Linked DNA regions of Hordeum vulgare: region 2 is linked to region 1. Evidence: chromatin contacts called from public Hi-C data. All regions are on one chromosome and are shown on one strand. Each heading gives the region's core, a stretch centred on a gene start, on an enhancer-like site or on the middle of the called end of the contact. The rest is flanking DNA. Distances are from core to core; before and after follow the strand shown. Region 1 holds the start of LOC123426691 (LRR receptor-like serine/threonine-protein kinase GSO1). Region 2 holds the start of LOC123426711.

Region 1 (3,849 bases), core at 432-2,931:
GTACAGGAACAAGACCTTCAGCCTCTGCAGCCGGCCGATCTCCGGCGGGAGCACACCGGTGAGGCCATTGTGGTACAAGGACAGCACCTCCAGGTTGCTCAAGTTACCTATCTGAGGTGGCAGAACGCCGGTAAGGCTGTTGTTGTGCAGTACAAGGTTGACAAGGTTCGGCAGCCGGTCGATCTCCGACGGAATCTTTCCGGTGAAGCTGTTGTTGGACGCGTCAATGGATCGCAGAGAAATGCAGTTGAGCAGACCCTCGATGCCTCCTTCAAGGTTGTTCCCGGCAAGGAACAGGCTCTCCAAGCTTGAGTTCCCAGGGCAGAGGCCTTCAGGTATGGTACCATCAAGAAGATTGTCAGACAGCACAAGGTACTTCAGGTTCTTCAGCTGCGATGTGGAGATGCTGATCACTCCAGAGATGTTGTTCTTGGACAGGTCAAGAACCTGCAGCTGGCTCAGCTGGTTCAGCTCTTCCGGGATGGCGCCTGTCAGGCTGTTGCCGAGCAGGTTGAGGTATGTCAGGCTGGAAAGCTTCCCAATATCCGCCGGAATTGCACCGGAAAACTGATTGTTTGCAAGGTTGAGAGACTGGAGAACACTCAGGCTGCCAACGAACGAGGGAATGATGCCACCCAGCCTGTTATCAGACAATGACAGAGTACGCAGATTTGCGCAACCACCAAGCTGCTCCGGGATGCTTCCGGTGAGAGTGTTGTTGTCCAAAACCAGCTGCTGCAGGTTCTTCAGGTTGCCAATCTGGTAAGGAATGGCACCACTCAGCTGGCAGTAGGCCAGCGCCATGGTCTCGAGCTCCGTGCAGTTGCCGAGCTGTGGTGGTATCTCACCGTGCAGCCTGTTGTCACCAATCCTGAGAACTTTCAGGTTCACAAGGAGGCCCAGCTCGGAAGGGATGGTGCCGACGAGGGAGTTGGAGTAGAGGAGCAGCGTCTTCAGGTTCTGCAGCCTGCCGAGCTCTGGCGGGATCGGCCCGGTGAGGGAGTTGGAGGAGAGGTCAATGATCTCCACGGATATCAGGCCAGCTATCGCCGGCGATAAGGTGCCCGATAGGCCGTATCCCGACAAGTTGAGGCCTGTCACAATGCCCTCTCCTGTCAGGCATGAAACACCGTGCCAGGAGCAGACATCAGCCTCCGGCGACCAGCCGGAGAGGATACCTTGAGGATCGATGAGATCGGACTTCACTTGCATCAGAGTGGTAGGAGCCATGTCCGGCGTGGCTACACATTCCGGTGCAAGCAGGATGCCAAAGAGCAAAGATAGCAGAAGCGCAAGCGGAATGGCCATTGCTACGATGATATGATGCAACTGTGTAAACTACAAAGGGGAGATTAACTTACAAGATAGCCGCTACCCCGGAGTTGGGAAGATGTGTATAAACCCCCATTGCTGTGGTGTGGTAGGAGCCTAAGCTGCAAAAAGGGGGCAAAAAGGAGTTATCAAACGCCTACCTGCTCTGTGTATCAGAGTCAGGGAATGTGCTGGGCTCCTACTAGTGAAAATGCAATACAAGCCAAAGGAGAAGGTAGAGCACGTAGAATCCTGCTTACAAATATATGATTAGAATAATCAGAGTAGCCTTGAATAATGCAGAGCTAGTCATCTGGTATTTTAAAGGCTAACCTTGTTGCTTTGACTTGTTAGTTCACCTTCTTCTGGGTGATATCTAGTGACAAGAATGAAAAGGGCACTGGAGATTAGTAAGGGGGTGTTTCTTTCCAGGGATTTTTTGGTGTAGGAACTAAAAAATAGTCCCATGTGAAAGAAACAGGAGGGACTTTTAGGGACTAAAATGGGGTATTTGGGACTAAAGGAAGAAGTCCCTATGGGAGGGACTTTTTTGGCACTTTTTCCAACAGTGCCCCTACTTTTAGCATGTCATTTAATAACTTCTAGTATATTATTAGGGGTAACATGGTCTTTTTGCATGTTATTTAATGACCTCTAGTCCATGTTAGTCCTTGGAAAGAAACGGGTAGGGACTAGAGACTTTTTAGTTGGGACTAAAAAAAGTCCTAAGACTTTTTAAAGAAACAGGGCCTAAACTGGTGCACTTTACAGAGGGTACGTGCTTAAACAGTTCAACCACCCTCCTTGATTTGGTAGCATAAGGACAACTATATGATGCTTCCATGGTTAATTAAATAATGTTCTTGCTCATCTTTGATGACAAGAAAAATAAATAGAGCGTACTTACATTGTTTGCCTATGAAAACAAATAAATTTTCTGACTAGCCAAACAAACAGATAGCAGGAAATTCCTTCTTGGCAGGCTATCAACTATTGGAGATACTGATGGCCAATTGGCCATCTAACCGAAAACAAAGGAATTCAAGCAGGCTAAGTGTGTGGCTGTGCTTACGGCATACAATGAACCACGACGACATACTTCTAGTATCTCACATAACTGAAGACAGTACACATAACTGTACTGTGATGAAACAATCTCTGACGTGCATGAGGAAAAAGAAATCAATAACCAAGTGAGCCAGACCCACTAGTGGCATTTCAATTATAAGGTAGTGGGAAAGTGACTTTTGCATTGGAGTGACAGTGACAGAATTGAATCTCAAGAGACCACGGGAAGCAAGAAAGGTGAGAGAGAGAGAAAAACTTACAGTAACCACCAGAACAGTTGTGTCCATCCCCATGCTATGACAGGCAGCAATGCAGCAGCAGCATGCATGGGTCGCACCAGCTCACACTTTACTTTGCTTCCTTCGGTTCAACTGCACGTACCAGGGATTCCATGGGGAGAGCAAGTCCAATCAGATAGAGACATACAGTTGTCCTGTTATCCGAAAGCGGCATCGCAATCCTAATGATGCACAACCACGCCCACCTTTTTGGTTTAGAGCTGAATCCTGGAAAACAACAATGGGTAATTGCATCACATTTCAGACTTTTGGCCACTTGAAACACAAGAATTTTTCTGGATCCTGCGAGAATGCACCTGTGAATCCCCTACATTGCAAACATGCTGTTCCTTCAGGTGAGCCAGCTGCAATCAGCAATTTTCCAGTCATTTGATTGATCATTCAGCTGTTAAACCACAACTGTAAAGAGCTTTGTATGCATATGAACAGAGGTTCGGAGAAGAATTGGAAGGGGCAGTAGATGACTGATGTTCCCAACTACTCATCGGTCGGTAGCATGAAGACAATGATGTGCTGTTGGTGTAATGGTTGCATCATTGGTCCAAGATTGACTTTGTTCTGCATTCAAACAATTTAGTACTGGCTCCTTATTGAGCTGGCTTTGACTTGTGCATCCATAACGTTCTCCCTTTTGCTTGCACGTTTCTCACTTGCTCACACCCACGGGAGTTGGGATTCTGGTTATCGGACAGGACGTGAATCAGGTGACAAAGCTGGGTGTATGATGTAATGTACTTGTTCTTGCTTATCCTAAAGCCAACTGTTTGATTAAGCATCACAAGAGCTATATTCTAACATAAGATATCATAGAACAAGCCGTCTTAAGCAAACATTCTTGGACAAATGCATAAATCCATTTTGCATGCTATTGGATCATGCATGTGGAACAATCATTTGCTACTTGGAAACAAGGATGTAGAGAAACCCTACTTGTACTATAACATCCATAGTATTACTGGCACGAGTACATTATTATATTCAGATAATTTGACAAAAAACATTTTTATTGTAATTAAATAATGTTGCTATTCTGAAGGGAACATCGTGGAATGAGTGGGATTAACAAGGGTCATCCTTTATCATTAGAAAATAAGGAGGGAATTTGAAGAATTTAGAATGATATAAAAATGGGCCAATATAGCATGACAGCATGCAGCATGCCATAAGATTC
Region 2 (3,849 bases), core at 765-3,264, 450 kb before region 1:
TACTGTGTTGCATCACCCTTTCCTCTTCAAGGGAAAAACCAACGCAAGCTCAAGAGGTAGCACCTGCTATGGGGCGAATCACGAGCGGAGCTTTCAATCATATCCACGACAGGATTCGCGCAAAGCTTCAGGGAGGGGCAGAGTGAATGATCTCCTATGCGACCAAAGAGGTTAGATTGAAAACGGTGGTTCAGGCACTTCCAACTTTCAGCATGTACTGCTTCAAATTGACAAAGTAGGTTTGCAAAAGTCTGGTTTCGCTAATGGCAAAATATTGGTGGAGTTCTTCCCTAGATCGTCGGTCTATGCACTGTCTCTCGTGGGAGGCTATGTCCGAGCCGAAGTCGCGAGGAGGAATGGGTTATAGGGACTTAGAAATGTTGAACCTTGCGTTTCTAGGCAAACATGGATGACGAATGCTGACTGATCCCAGCTCTCTAAGCGCTCGAGTGTTGAAAGGAAGATACTCCCCAGATAGTGATTTCATGCAAGCTACAACGCCTAAAAGCTCAGCGGCTACTTGGTGAGCGATTATTGCGGGAAGAAGAGCTCTGCAAACTGGCCTTATCAAGCGAGTGGGCAATGGCTCAACAATCTCCATTTGGGAGGACATGTGGATTCCCAACACGGTGACGATGATTCCGACACGAACTGAAGTTGCTAATGTTACCTGGGTGTCTCACCTAATTGATGAGGATATTGGTGCTTGGAAGACGGATGTAGTCCGCCAAAACTTCACCCTGCCAGATGCTGACGCTATACTGAACACCCTCCCAAGGGCTGGCGGGGGGGGAGAGATATCTTGGCTTGGGCTCGTGAGAAGTCCGGGATTTACACTGTGAAATCTGCGCACCGTTCTCTAATGACTCAAAATGAGCTGCAGGCTCTAAAGGAAGGGACGATGACGGAAACCTCAATGATAGAAAAACAGACGTGGTCTCGGTTATGGAAGCTAAAAGTCATCCCTAAGGTACGCGTATTTTGGTGGTGTGTGCTGCGAGGTATTCTCCCAGTTGAATCTCTGCTCAAGTATCGCCATATTTCAATGGACAACACATGTAAGCTTTGCACGGATCCGAATGAGACACTTCTGCAAGCGCTGCTGCATTGCTCCATTGCGATGAAGTTCTGGAACGCAACCCCAAAATGGTTGGATATCAGGCGGCCAGATTTACATCCCCTCACTTGGAAGAAGGACATTCTTTGTGATCCTCGTTCCACTGACCCTAATAGGACAAAGTTGGCCTCTATTATGTGGGCTATTTGGACTTCCCACAACAATCTCACACATGATAGGGGATCAATAAACCCAGTTCAGTCTTTGATCATGATGCGAGATGCACTAACTTTGCTGGATCTTCCTCGCGATGATGCGAGAGTTCTCCTTGGGCATGGTTGGCGCCCACCTGACAAAGAAGATGCCAAGATCAACACCGACGGCGGCATCGCCATGAAGGCAAGCCGGGGTGGTGGTGGAGGAGTTGCCAGAAATACAGCGGGGTCGGTGACCTCTCATAGCGGAAGAACTTGCTCTACGAGATGGGGTCCTCTTTGCGAGGTTGAGAGGCCTCTTATCATGGAAACAGATTGTGTGGAATTAGTCCAACCCTCGAATTTGCGTCACAATTCGAGATCGATGGTGACGCTTATCTTAGAGAAGATAAGGGAGCACGTAGTTTCTTTTACTTCTTTTGTTATTCAACATTGTAACAGATCAGTTAACATGTGCGAAGCAAGGTAACACTCTAGGTGTGACGGATTGCTTGTTTGACTCGAATCCTAGCCTCGTAACCAGCCTTATGGAAGACTCTCTCGGGCCTTCCGTTGAATAAAGCTTTCAATATTCTGGTTCGAAATTTTTTCACAAGAAATGTGTTACTTTTTTGGATAAAAAATGTGTTACTAATCCATGAATTATCCACAGCCAACCTCTCCGATAACGGTGGGTGACCTATTTTTCCTTTTATTTTAGCGCCGGCGAAGTAAATATTTTAGTGACCGACGGACGGCGACGCGAGTGACGGACGACGACGGATCCCTGTGCGTGCTGCGTGCTGCGTGCGTGTGGGTGTGCCCGCAAGATGGGATCTTTCCTTTCCTGATTCCAACACGTTGCTGTTCCATCCAATGATGATGCGCTAGTCGCTAATCCGCACGAATTATCCGCAAGAATCAGGGCTGGGGTTCTCGGCGTTGGCGCCGGGCGGAGCCACAGAAATGGGGGCCGAGAACAGCGGCTAATTTTAGCCAGCAGCGCGGAGGGAAAAGCCTGAGGCAGCCGCTCGCCCGCCTGCCTCCAAGAAACCGCGGCGATCTGTCGCCTATCCAATCGCGTCGCCGCCGAACTCGAATTCGATTTGGTTTCCTGGGCGGTGGGAGAGGATGCAGTGGGTGGGCCTGAGCTCGCCGCCGGCGGCGCCGACGGCTGTCTGGATGCGGCGGCGTCCAAAAACAACGAGATGGCCGCAGAGGAGCTCGTCTGCCGCACGGAGGGCGGTCGTGGCGGCCGCGTCCTCGTCGCCACCGTCATCCGATGCCAACTCGAGCTCCAACTCGCCGGGTAGTGACGAGGAGGCGGAGGAGGCCGCGGGGAGGGCGGAGGGTGACAAGACGGCGGCGGCCTTCTTGTTGAGGAGCCAGAAGTACGCTATGCTCAAGCAGCAGCTCGCCGTAGCCGCCCAACTCGAGGTAGGGTCCGCAGAATGCGAAAATTGCTACCAACCAATGCAAATCTGGGCTGCTCGGTGACTGTAAGTTGCAATTTGTTGCAGGATTACAAGGAGGCGGCGAGGCTGAGGGACTCGTTGAGGTTGTTCGAGGAAGAGGAGCCCGTCCTCCGCCTCCGCCGCTCGCTGAAGAAGGCGGTCGAGGAGGAGAGGTTTGCGGTAGGTGCACTCTTCCATTGCCATTGTTCCTGCCAATTTTGCTACATCTAGTTTCTAGTTGCTTCATTTCCATTTCTAGTAGCTGATCAAACCAAAACGACGCAGCGGCTCAGCATAGCAGTAGGATATGCTGCTGTACTGACCATTGATTCAACAATTTAACAGGACACCTTACTGTTTTTCTCCCTCATGTTTGAAGAGTCTATTGCAACGAGAGGAAGTCTTAAGGCAGTCATTTTAACAAGCATGCGACCATACTCTTATCTCTATTGAAATTGTGCCTTTTCTATTATCATTGTTTGAACTGTGAATGTGATCAATACTTGGTGCTATTTCTCTGTCTTGCTGGTCTCAAGCAAACATGATTTGTTCATCTCTTAGCATTCTATGATGTTCATATTTTTTTTCTGCACTCATACTTTTCAGGATGCTGCCAAGTACAGAGATGAACTGATGATTTTGGCTCCGCACTCCCTCCTCAAATGTTCTAGTGATGCTACAACTCTGGTATTTCTTCTAGTTGAATAATTCTACTAATTCTGCAACTTTGTTATCTTTCCTAAAACTAAATTCTGACATCTACCTTTTAACGGATAAAGTACTGAGTTTTCTAGGTAATCATTTGTCTGTTTCAACTTCAGCATTAAGGTTCACTATAGTTTTCTATGACATCATTCGAGCGCTGAAAATACACCAGCTAGTTATGTGAGCAAGAATTGACTAGGAAAATTGAGGTACAGAAAGTCCTTACTATGAAAAGGGAAAGAAACATAAGAGGCCAACAGGGTCAGGTTCTAGGAATTTTTTTGTACCTGACTTGGTCAAAACTGCGCGCTTTGTGCACGGGTTGGTCAATCCACATGTTATGACACTCTTCTCTTTTCAACAAGATCTCTACCTTTACTGGTATTGGGTCTACTGCCCAACCTTTTCTACATGTTCTAGCATGCATGTTGAATTTACA

Evidence for each region. Hi-C and Micro-C count contacts between places; a contact is called where the count stands out from the background.
Region 2: a contact with region 1 is called in a Hi-C map of leaf, with 4 times the contacts expected there. The contact joins the promoter of LOC123426711 here to the promoter of LOC123426691 in region 1. A contact is called at or near these places in 3 of 6 Hi-C or Micro-C datasets (leaf and seedling) and 1 of 1 datasets of contacts at active chromatin or transcription factors (embryo).

What each region holds. Positions count from the first base shown.
Region 1 is chr1H:116,324,385-116,328,233 of MorexV3_pseudomolecules_assembly, reverse strand. It overlaps LOC123426691 (LRR receptor-like serine/threonine-protein kinase GSO1), which reads right to left and starts at 1,681. Exons shown (of 1, transcript XM_045110563.1): 1 at 1-1,681. The coding sequence starts at 1,308. It overlaps LOC123407881 (a long non-coding RNA gene), which reads right to left. Exons shown (of 3, transcript XR_006612690.1): 2 at 2,975-3,355; 3 at 2,309-2,885.
Region 2 is chr1H:116,772,792-116,776,640 of MorexV3_pseudomolecules_assembly, reverse strand. LOC123426711 reads left to right here and starts at 2,014. Exons shown (of 6, transcript XM_045110581.1): 1 at 2,014-2,688; 2 at 2,772-2,885; 3 at 3,312-3,392. The coding sequence starts at 2,383.